2 separate regions of the Capsicum annuum genome follow, and region 1 is linked to region 2. The links are chromatin contacts, called in public Hi-C maps. All regions are on one chromosome and are shown on one strand. The core of a region is the stretch at or near the end of the contact, and the rest is flanking DNA. Distances in the headings are between cores, read along the strand shown. Region 1 has its middle 22 kb from the start of LOC107842516. Region 2 has its middle 4.3 kb from the start of LOC124887363.

Evidence for each region. Hi-C and Micro-C count contacts between places; a contact is called where the count stands out from the background.
Region 1: a Hi-C map of leaf shows a contact between it and region 2, with 2.6 times the contacts expected there. The contact joins two enhancer-like sites. A contact is called at or near these places in 2 of 5 Hi-C or Micro-C datasets (leaf and placenta).

The regions. Positions count from the first base shown.
Region 1 is chr9:114,530,258-114,536,706 of UCD10Xv1.1, forward strand. No RefSeq gene overlaps it. Among protein-coding and RNA genes, the nearest start is that of LOC107842516, 22 kb to the right of the region's middle. Within about 2 kb of position 4,989, at least 5 of the 5 cell types and tissues checked have an H3K27ac peak or open chromatin away from gene starts, as enhancers often do. A contact at or near this core is called in leaf, where this site is marked.
Region 2 is chr9:114,353,885-114,360,030 of UCD10Xv1.1, forward strand. No RefSeq gene overlaps it. Among protein-coding and RNA genes, the nearest start is that of LOC124887363, 4.3 kb to the left of the region's middle. Within about 2 kb of position 3,242, at least 5 of the 5 cell types and tissues checked have an H3K27ac peak or open chromatin away from gene starts, as enhancers often do. A contact at or near this core is called in leaf, where this site is marked.

The DNA.
Region 1 (6,449 bases), core at 3,739-6,238, 180 kb after region 2:
GAAAAATTTACCACTCAATGATATCCAAGTTCTAGCACACTACTATGTTTAAATTGTGTAAATGAGACAAATTATCCTTTTGAATGCATTAATTTCCCATATTTTGTGATCTTGCAGGACCTATGATGAAAATGAGTTGAAATCAAGCTGAAAGTAAAGGAAAATGGACAAAAAAAAGTAAGAGTTGGAGACCAGACAACCCTCAGTTATTGCGATCGCGATTTGAGAGTTGCGATCGCGGTCACCAGGGTCATCAATAGAGATCGCGATCAGAAACCATGCGATTGCGGAAGCACAATCGCAATTGCGATGGAGTGGAAGATTGTCCAAGCGCAGTTTCGTGAATTCATAGAGTTGATCTCAAATCTCAAAAGCTCAAACCCTTGCACAATTAGGGTATCTTGCAACCAATTTTCAATTTTGAGTAGAGAGAAAATACTCTAATTTTGAAAAAGAACAATTGTTATTAAATTTTCAAGAGATTTTTAGTTGTAATTTGAGAATTGAAGTTGGTATTATTCTTGATTTGCATCTTCAATGGAGGCATTGAATGCCAACTTGGGTATATCTCTTGTCTTCAATTTCATGGGTAGCTAAAAAAATTTCATCTTAGGGATGCTTAAATAGGGTGTTAGTGTGTATGGGTGTTGATTCTTAGTCTAAATTATTAGCTATTATTGTTGGGTTTTGCTATTACTCGACGGTTTAAATGAGAATTATGGGTGAAAACCCCAATTTTCTTAGATCCTACATCATCCTTGAAAGAGGAATGTGGGTGATAAAAAATTATGAACAACTATTTGATACAAGTTATTTCTTTAGCATTGTTTTAGAAATAAGGATGTTATGTGATTTAGCTAGCTTGATGAGCATCATCCGAGAAATAGGGATGATGAGTTGAGGTTTTGGATTGATAAGTTTGGCATGCTCATGAGGTATTAGAAAGAATCCATGAGTATAATTTAGTGTATGGTTGAAAAACTAACACTAAGAGTTAAAATCTAGCCTACCTAAATCTTTGAGGAAGAAATGAACTAACCTCAAACACCCATTACATGAATGACCCCTAGGATTGTATAACCCCAAGACTCTTCTCTCATTGGAGTTTATCCATATAATTGTTTGCTCTCGTTTAGTGTCATAGGTTAATTTTGCTCAAACAAATTTCTAAATCATAGTTTTAAATACACAATATGGGTTAACACTTAGTTAACTCTCAATATACATAGGATTTGAAAACAAGATTACACTCCTTGTGGATATGAACCCGACTCTTGTTGGATTTATATTGACGATGACCGCCTTGCGCTACAACAATGGTGTAAGTTGAGAGTTATCACTTCTTCAGTTTTATAAAATCACAAAATTTATTTTATCCGAATAAAAACTTTTCAAAATATTATCTAGGTCATTTTTTCATTTTAAGTAACGATTATATATTTTCGTATTCGTATATACGGAATCATATAATTTTGTTACTTAAATAATTAGTTTACAAAAAATCAAATCTTAATCAAGGATTATCTTGAAAATTGATTCAAATGGGTAAATCTTGATTAAAAAATAGTTTGTACTCAAAAATAATTTATTTGAAAAATAGTTGTTTGATTTGATTTAACCAAGAAATTCGGGATTAATTTGGTACTTAATTCGTATTAAATTGTGATTTAATTTAAGCCAATTTTATTATATTTGGCCACAAGTGAAATAAAATTGGCCACAATTGCAATGTGAATGACCAACTGATTTTCAAATGGGCTAAAACTTAAATAGAATTGATTGAATCTTAATTAATTTGGCTATTTCCCTAATAGCCTAATTTGTTCACCCATTTGAATCCCTAATCTCTCAATTACATCAGTCAATCAATAACACGGTCCAAGACCAATTCAACATTATCCAACCCTTTTCCATTTTTATTTGGGTCAGTAGACCCATAACAACAAACCGGTCTAACAATCCTTATATCTCCTTACTCGATCCAATACAACATTCAGTAAACACCAGCATACAAACAATGGCGTTTTAACAACCAGCAAACAAACGACAACAACAGTCACCTATTTACCAATTTACCCTTCCGTTCAGCCATCTCTTGCTAAACATCAGATGACTTTCATCGTTTTCAACTCGTGCTCACCATTTCGGGCAAAGAATTAATTCCCAGCGTCTCTCTTCTTTGTATCACTGTGAACTTCAATTACTCAAAAAAATGATTCCAAAATTCAGATTTGAAATCCATTTCTTTTCAAATCTGAAACCCTAACTTTCACTCAATTTCCCTATAAATAGATATTGAGGGATAGAGGTTGAGGGAAGGATTTTTTGGAGAAATTTGGGGGTTCTGTAGGTACATGCTTCTAACATCACGCAACCAAAATTTTCTAAGAAAATCATTTGGAAAATCAATTCTAACAAAAAAAAAAGTAAAACTCTGACAATTCAAAATTGAAATTTCGGTGAAATCACGTTTATTTAAAGTTCGTTGTCTCAGCTTACTGTCCTGGAAAATGTAAACACTTCTTCCCTGTTTAATTGTGGTTACCATTAGTTATTTTCTCATGTTAGGAGGATGAATTTCTCGTCTGTTATAGTGTAAGATGGGATTTTATGCTGTAGAAGGCTTTGAAAGTCGTAAGATTTCATATTGATAAAGTTGTATTGTGATAATCCTCTAATCGGATGCATAGTTGTTGTGTAAGTTTCTTTTTTAGTTAGTTTAGTTCTTTTTCTTTCTTTATTTGTTGTATCCTGCTAAAGGCTATGTTGCTAGAACTAGGAGACTTTGTTTATTTTAGTTATCAAATAAGCAGGGATATATTTTTTGCTTAACTGGTGATTTATTTTGTGTGGGTGTTTTCCTAGTTAATGGTGTTTATTTCAGCTGCCAGATTGGATCATTTTTTCTTACTCTTTTTATTAAGTTGTTGTGTTTAGCGGCCAAAGAGTGATTCACTTTTATGACTTGTTCTGTTTCCGCATCTTTGCTGCCTTGTTCCATAATAATATGACATGTTAAGAATTAGTTGGCCGAATAATTTGAAGTGATTATTGGGGAACTATTACAATTGATTTCTTTGTTAGAGATATTTTGTAAAAGTTTTACCTTAAAATTAGATGGCATTATTCCTATATACAGTCTGTCTCACTCCTTCTAAAACATGTAGCACAAGTTATTTCTTTTCTTTTTAATAAAATAAGTGTGGAAGAGCATATTTGATACATGTAAAAAATCAGGCTTGAGATGATTGAATCTCTTAACCGTTCCTTAATATAGGGGGGATATCACTTGGTCTTTGGCTAATGCCTAAGTTCTAAGATCATGTGAATGTTTTGCTCGCCCTACTTGCTATATTGAATTCCTAGTTTAACTAACCTGGTAGTTGTATCTAATGGGGTGAATTCATAGAATTGTTGATGTTCGCTTCCTTTCCCTTGTACCTTTTGGAAATTCCTTAAGTATTTTTAAATTGATTGCATTATAAAGATGTTAGAAATGCTGATGGTGATTTTCCATCGATAATTCTGTTGTTATGGAAATTTGTAGTCATGTCCTAGTCCTTACTTTTTTTTCTTTCTTTTACATTAAACCATCTTTAACGAGTCCAATCGGACTCTTCATTCCTTCACATTCGATATCCGTCGAGTCAATCCCCATCAGCGTCCAAAATGAACTAATACATGAAGAAAATGGACTGATACAGTGCTAGTATATAACAGATATACACCAATATACAGGTTCAGAAAAAGGGAAAGTGAAAAGGGAAGCTAATTTCACGGGTAGAGGACTAGAGGCGCGTATATATGACTGAAATACAGTCGCATATACCTCGTGTATATAGGAAACACAACAAAGTATATCTGTGATATACAGATGATATACATGGATAAAAATGGACTGAAATCCATAGAATTTAAGCACAAAAGTTTGGCAGCCTATTGATGGGCCAAGGAAGGGCCCAACTTCAATTCTTGTCTTTCAGTCCTTGTAGTTTATAATTTATCCTTGTTTATTTGTATTAACTAACATTTTAAATCAATTAATATAGACAAATCCCCTAAGGCATTGTCATTTTATTTTATCTTAATTTTTTTTACTTAATTAATCATTTTTTCACCTAATTTGTCTTGTATAAAAACGGATTAAATTGGGTCTTTCGATTTTCTCCTTGAAACAAGTCTTCTAAAAGTGAGTATTTTATTTTAAGATGACATTCATTTTGTTTATATGACTAATAGTCTACTTATTAAGGCAATTTTCTTCAAACTTAAGAAACTAAATTTTCTTGTAAATTCTAAATTTCCGTAATCAATAAGATACTTTTAATTTGATACGCTCTTAATATTTTTTTTTCAACAGGTGTTATTTAAAACAAAATGGACTTTCCTATGATAATAATAATAAGAAAGTAGCTATATAATCTTCTTCTTTTTCCATAAAAATAAAAAAATATTCCTCTTAAAATCTAAAGAGAAATTGCAATTTAGTTTAATTCAAGTAGAATTTTTCTCGTTTGTATAAATAAATGTCCTTTTTAAATATGTAAATAAATAATTTTAGTATTTTTATAAAATCAAATCTTTGCGAAATTAGCCACTTTAAATTAGTCAAAAAATATTTGATTAACTGTTTTTCAAATGGAGACTCGTAATGTCTTAAAAACCTTCTTAGAGTGTTAAACTAATTTTTTTAATTTTTAAGGTTTATTTATGTTTTAAAATCTTTTAAACTCTTTTAAGTTTTTTGTATAAAAAAAAATTAAGTGGCGACTCTGTAATTTTCTTAAAATTATTTTAAAATTTTCTTGAATTTTTTAAACTAATTTTAAAAAGGTCAAAATTATTTTCTTTCAAATGAAATCTGATAGGATAAACATATAGAACTGATGAAATAAAACATTAAACGAGAAAGGAAGCAGTTGAGGAAGCAAAGGATGAAGATAAGCCGTAGGGTTCGAATACGGCATGAAAATTAACTTTTTCAGCAATAGTCGCTCCGAAGACTATGCCAAATCTGACTACTTCACCAATTACTGAGGAGACTACTAAAGGTAATCGACAGTTCCAATATGGTATGAATCTTTCTTATTACCCCTCTGTGTCAAGAATAGTCGAAAAATGGTGCAAATTAATCTTGTTGAAGTGGAATAAGTGCAAAAAATGGAAAAATACCATAATTGGTCACGTATTAGGGGGGAATTCCGAGCTTCAAGGATATGCTGAAATTTGTCTATGGTGTTTGGAATTTCATTGAAGCTCTTAGGGTTTAACTGCACGATGATGGCTATTTTGTAATTTTGTTTATTAGGTGCTTCAGATAAAAAATTGATTATGCAAAAGGAACCCTACACTACTATAATCGTCCAATGGTACTGAGAAACAGGACTAGAGATTTTAAATTTCAGTTTAAGATATTTCGCATTGGACCAATACAGGTTCTATTTCATGGGTTACTGTTGTATTACTGGGCGGAGGAAAAGTTAGGTAGAATTGCAAGCTCTAAAGGAAAACCAATCTGTGCGGATCGAATGACAACAGAGGTGGGGAAGATTTCCTATGCTAGAGTCCTCATGGAGGTGATATCACTCGAAAGTTATCGGAGGAACTTTACCTTGAGAAACCTGATGGATCAATACTAGTGCAAAGTATTGAATATGAATGAAAACCTCAAGTATGCGCACGCAACTTGTCACCACCAAATAGGTCATGATCAGGCCAACTACAAGCAAGAACAGGAGAAGCTAGCCCAAGGCTCCAGGAAAACCTAAACAGGTTAACAAAACCATGGGTCTACAAGTAGCTTCCTAAAGAGGCTTATCAAGCATGCACGAACATTAGTGAACCTAGCACTAGTGTACTTATTGAGCAGCAGTTGTAGAAAAAAAATCAACAGGTTGAGTATGACACACAATTCATTATACTAAGTCCTAGTCTGCCACAAAAAGAGACCGCAAGTACTGAAGTCACAAAAATACACCCAGATGTAAAGTTGTAGGAGAAGGAAATAGGGTATACTAATGGATCAAGCAGGGCTAAAGCACCTGCCTCAGTTGATCCACCATGATTTTCAGCTCTTGAAATATAAGAGGGCTTAATAGGCTCTTTAAGAAGAAGGATTTGATCACCTTCTTGCTCAACAATAAAGTTGACTTAATGGGATGTTTAAAGACTAAGATACAGGCAGACAATGCTACTAAGGTGAAAAGAGTACTATGGGCTAAATGGAGTACTTTTGTTGAATATCCTACTACTTTTAATGGTAGGATTTGGTTGATATGGAATGATGCAAACATGGAGGTCACTGTCCTCACCACTACAATATTTTTCAACACTTTTCAGGGGTATCTGGTTTGTATGCCAACATAGAGAAAAGTTGTATGTGCAATTCAGGAGATAATTCAGAATTTAAAACTCAAATGCTTGAAGAACTTAAGCTTGTTGAAGGCACA
Region 2 (6,146 bases), core at 1,992-4,491:
AATTTACACAAAGATTTACAGAAAGCCAACTATGCTTTGCTTTTCTTTAAATTTCAAGTCTTCTGAAATAAAGTGGATTCTTTATCTAAAATCAAAAAATAATATAGTCATGGAGTGCTTATAGCACAAACAATCTCGAAACAACAATCTTTAAATGAGGTCTAGTGACCCAAGCATCAATCTCATGTTAAAATATCTCAAAATTCATACTTGGTAATGTAAACATTCATAAATCATCTTAAAAATGTGGAAATTTCAACAATATGCATGGAAATATAAACATAATCATGTGATTCAACTTGTAAATCATGAGAAATCTCATAATCTTGCAAATAATGATAATGGGTATGAATCCTAACTTGAAATTCATGAAAAATCATATAAATTGCAGTAAATTTGTAATAAAAATAAAGTTTTGGGCACAAGGATGAAAGATTTATCCTTGCTCAAACCCCGCATACCTTAAGTGATGAACTAGATGCTAAGATTTGAATCTTGGATCTGTATTTATGCTTTGGAGATGAATTCTTAATGCTCTTGTATTGAGAATCCTCAATCTTGAATTATCTCGGAGAATTAATGGAGGAATTTGAGTTTTCTTGAAGAGGAAGTATGAGCCTTAGGGTTTTGATTGAGAGAGAATGATGAATGAAGAATCAAGTGCTATAAAATTTGATAAATCATATGTTTTTGGACGGATTTGGGACTGAGTACTTTACCAAAATACCCTTTTTAAACTCATAAACAAAACTGAAAAAATGACCGAAATCCCGTGTTTTGGCCTTGGCGTGACGCACCACTATCACGCCAAGCCACTGGAAAATGCCAACTGGGAATATGCATGGTGCGCGCTACGGGGTGGTATCGCGTTGCCAACTTGGATGGGACCTGGAAACTTGGCGCAACGCGTCAATATCGCGGACCTTCACTGGAATTGGACAATTGGGGATTCGGCCCTCTTCGCGATGAACCAATATTGCGGAGGGCCACTGGAAATTGAAAAATGTAAATTTGCTCATCTCCGCGACGCGCTAAAGGCCCAGGTGGCACACTGCCAACTTAAAAGTGCCATAACTCCTTCACCAAGTGTTAGAATTGGGCGAATTTGGTATCGATGGAAAGCTTAATCAATTTCCCACACCATGAAAAGTCTAAATCCAAAGAATTCCACATGAAATAATTATTATCTATTTTGGAAGCCATTATTTAACATTCTAGGGACGGATTTTAGCTAGAAAAAGTACGGGGTATTTCAATATCTCCTCCTTGGAAATATTCGTCCTCGAATGCTACTAGTTAAGTTGAAATTTCTAAGGAATATGAGAATATAAGGTAGCATGCACAACTGAAATGAACTGAATAACTAAATCTAAATTATTCTAAGCTTCTGAGTAGTTCTGTGAGTGCATGAACTTACACGAGGACAACTATATAGCTGAATATATGATTACAAAAGAACTGGATCAAGGAATAGTATTACCTTCAGCTAGATCTGAGTTTGTGGATAAGAGGTGAGGGTACTTGGCTCGCATATCTGTTTTTGCTTCCCAAGTGATGCCCTCAACTGACTGATTCCGCCAAAGAACTTTGACCAATGAAACTTTCTTGTTCCTTAATCTACGGATCTGATGATCTAGGATCTCAACTGGAATCTCTTCGTATAAAAGACTGTTCTGAATATCTGAGCTTTCTAAAGGGACTACAACGATAGAGTCACCGATGCATTTCTTAAGCATAGAGACGTGGAATACAGGATGAATGGCTGACAAGTCTACAGGTAACTCAAGCTCATAAGATACTTTCCCAATGCGACTCAAAATGCTAAAAGGGCCAACATACCAGAGACTAAGCTTTCCTTTCTTGCCAAATCTCTTCACCCCTTTCATGGGTGAAGTCTTCAGATACACTAAATCACCAACCTCAAACTCAAAGTCTCTTCTTCTCATATTTGCGTAAGATTTCTGGCGACATTGGGTTGTTTTCAATCTTTCTCTAATCAGCTTAACTTTCTCCATAACTTCATACACTGCATCGGGCCCTAACAAAGTGACTTCACCCACCTCAAACCAACCTATGGGTGATCTACATCTCCTCTCATAAAGAGCCTCAAACGAAGCCATTCGAATACTATCTTGGTAACTATTATTATAAGCGAACTCAATCAATGGCAAATGCTCATCCCAACTACCTTTGAAATCAAAAGTGCATGCCCTCAACATATCCTCTAAAGTTTAGATGGTCCTCTCTGCTTGACCATCTGTCTGTGGGTGGAAAGCTGAACTAAGATAGATTTGGGTACCAAGACCTTTCTGGAAGGCTCTCCAAACTAGGAAGTGAACTGAGTACCCCTATCTAAAATGATAGACAAGGGAACTCCATGTAATTTAACAAATTCTCGGATGTACAACTTAGCATAATCTTTAGCTGTATAGGATGTGTGAACTGGTAAGAAATGCGCTGACTTAGTCAATTTGTCTACAATAACCCAAATCGAATCATGATAACGACGTTGTTGACACCTAATTTTTTCCCTCGACGGCTAAATTTAATTTCGAGTTTATTTGATCTTCAATAAAATTACAATATTTATTTTACCAAATAAAGAAAACTTTTCAAAAAGTATTTACCGGGGTAATTTCATCATTTTAAGTAGCGATTATGTATCATCGTATTTAATTATACGAAATTATATAATTTTGTTACTCAAATATCTATTTTTATGAAATATCAAATTTTAATCAAGGTTTGTCTTGAAATAAACTTAAATCACTAAACCTTTGATTTAAATATATCTTTATTCTAAAAAATAATTGGATAAATATGTGTTTGATTTTATTAAATCAAGAAGCTCGGGATTAAAGAAAGTATCAATTCGTATCGAATTTTAATTTAATTTAATTTAGTCAATCTATTAGATTTGACTATAATTGAAATCAAATTGGCTATAATTGCTATGCAATTGGCCAATTAACTTTCAATTAGGTTGAAATTTAAACAAAATAGGCTAAATTAGAATTGAAATTCATTTATTTTCAAAATAATCCTAACTCTAATTAGGATTATTTTCTAAATTAATACCCAAAATCGCCTAAATCCATAATCTACCCTTTCCATAAAAATAACCAAACTAGCCTTTCCTTTAAATTATTAACCACATCAGCAGTCCATTCCTTTATTCTCATCATCCAGCCCAATAGCTCCTCACTAACGCCATTTTCAGCAGCCTATCTTTCCAAATCCAACAACCATCCAACCCAGCCAAATTAGGTAAAACCAATCTTGGCCCATTTAAATATTCAACCCAATCAAACCACCGACCCGGCCTATTTTCTTTTCCTCCTTAGCTTCAACAAACAGCAACAGCTTCAAATCAATAACAACAACATTGTGAACCCGATGCCAACTCCAAAAAATCCGAACTGATCTCGAATTCACTGCTCCCACATCGATAGAAAGAGGATTCGACCTCCCCAATCTCTTCTATATAAAAGCGGTCTTGCTAAGCTACAAAGATCCAGGTCTTGAAGGCTGAAAAATCAAGCACTCAAGCAAATCCTTTTTTCTAGTAAAATCTTTGTCTTCGAAAAGGTCGATGGTTAATCGAGGTTGACGAGTCAAGGACTGATCCCTGGTGGTGTTGGAATCTGACATTAGTTCGAAGGTCTAGTTTTGCTGCCCAAGAACAGGTTAGTCATCGATTTTATTTTTTCATTCTTGTTACGTTATAATAGTCGTCGTATTTTTTGATTAAGTATATTGTTTACTGGGATGTAGCTGTAGAGGCCTTGTCGGCCGTAGTATTTGATTGATCGTTATGTCGTTTGTTGAATCTTTGGTTATCCCACGTCGTGTTTTCTTCGAGCACGTTGTTGTGTTGATATATTGATCGGTTAAAGCATTGTATATTCATTAAGTTGCTGCCTTCCCTGTTCATTACATTATTCAGAATTAGAGAATTCCGTTGTGAGATATTGGATCACCGTTAAGCCGTAATCTAGTTAAATGAAAGTCGGATGGGTAGTTCTTGTGATTTATTTGGAAGTTTGAGTTGGGTAGCTTAATTTTATCATGTTCGCCTTCGAAATTACTGTTTCATTCATCCCTAGTATGCCAGTTTTTTTGCATAGTTTGAGTAGTATGATCCATTTGCTGCCTCAGTGACTGAATATTTTTCCTAGTTGCATCTTCTTAAGTGCAACTTCATTTCGACTCACCCTAAAATTTGGCCAATAATTCGAGGTTGCTAATAGGGGTTTATTTCATTCTATTGAATGGAATCGGACTGCCTTCTAACTTTTTGACCCTGGAGGCCAAAAGAAGATAGTGGGCGTATGTCTGTGGCAAGGTCTACCGCCCCATCAGCCCTCGGGAACCTCTTCTTCAACCTTTGGAAAATCATTTCAAGCTGGTCGAAAGAGGAGGGTGAGAATAACCCTGCAGATACTTCTAAGAGGTGCAGGTGATGCTTCTTTTGTGTGCTAATTGCGCAAGAAGTGCTGCTTTGTTCATTCACTGCAAACAAGTTGCCTAGATGTTACAACTTGCCTAATTACATCCTACTTCGAAGAATGTCTAGCTTTTCCCTACATCATTTGCTCCCTTTGTTTTGATAGTTAGATGCATGTCAGTTTTTCGCCATATCCATCTTCGGAATCAAATGCCTATGGTCAATTTTATGTTTCCTCGACTAGTCTTTGTTCATTCAAATTACTTTTCCTTTTCTTTCTTTACTCTTTTGAATCAATTGTGGTTCATTTACCTAGAACTTTTGGAGTTCTGTAAAGCGTCTCCCGACTATCGAATTGTGCTTGAGCGTTTTATTATCTTCCCCCTCTTAATCTGTTTAAAATTCTACGTGTCGTGAATATTGGCCTTTCTCGATGTATTGGTATGAATTTCAATTTAACTAAATTGTAGTTCGCTTGGTAAACAACATAGATTGGTAGCCTGCTTAGTTTAGTTCAGATTTTCTTTGCAAAGCGATGTTTTATTCTTCCTTGGAAAATTATGATATTATGATGTTTTAGTTTCAATTTTACTTTGATGGAGTATGGTGTGTATTATTATATTACATATGACTGCCATATTTGAATTACTATCTTGCAGTCCATTTGAGTCACCACAGACTGTTTGGTTTATCCATTTGTTACATTACTTCTCTATGTAGCAATTTCGTATTGTTGGGTGTATTAATTTCGTTTCTCTTTTTTTTTCCTTTTTGCATGACAACGCCTCGGAGTCCAACTCTATGGTCATTGGTGCATTATCAATCTGGGCCATTGAGGCCAATCCCTCATGAGTCGATTTCAAAGGTCCTCTGAAAATCAATCTCGTAGTGCACGGATACGAAAAGTCGGAAGAGGGAAAATGGATTAAAGTCCCACATTTGAAGCGGCCAAGAGACTTGAAAGTCTCGGTTTCCATTTTATTTATTTATTTATTTATTTATTTAAGTCATTTATTACTGTTGTCTTTATTTATTTAGTTATTTATTTTTATTCATTCATTCGGGCCGAGAAGTCAAAGTTGTATTTAATATAGGTGGAACAAGATTTGAGTCAAAAGGCTCGAAAACTAGATTAGGACAGGTGGAATGGGTCAAAGGCCCGATTAGACTAGGACAGATTTTGTTGGTTTGGGCCCAATGGCCTAAATCATTTACTGTCTCCTCCCTTTCCCCGTTTATGTGTTTACTTGCTTATTTTATTTGTGTAGACTTAGTCAAAATCCCTATTAGGTCGTCTAAAACTGTTTTTACACAAATCTTTTCGACAAAATCAATCACTTTTGAAAAATAAACTTCTTTTAAGGTTAATCAAAGATGATTTTTCAAATAGTCCGGATAACCGCAAGTTAGCGAACGTTTTAGGTGTCTAACACCTTCCTAAAATGTTAATAGGTACTGCTTATTTAGAATCTCTAACTTAAACGATTTTACCGTTTTGAATCGTCTAAGTACATTACAAAGTTTCTTAATTCCTTTTCAAAATTAAGTGACAATTTTTTTCAAAAGTCAAAATTTTGTCGAAACAGACGTGAATGGGGTAAACCAATCACAAAATTCATATTCACTTCTTCCCACTTTCAGGTGGGGATGCTAAACTTTTGCAACGCACCACCCGGTCTTTAGTGCTCTACCTTAACCT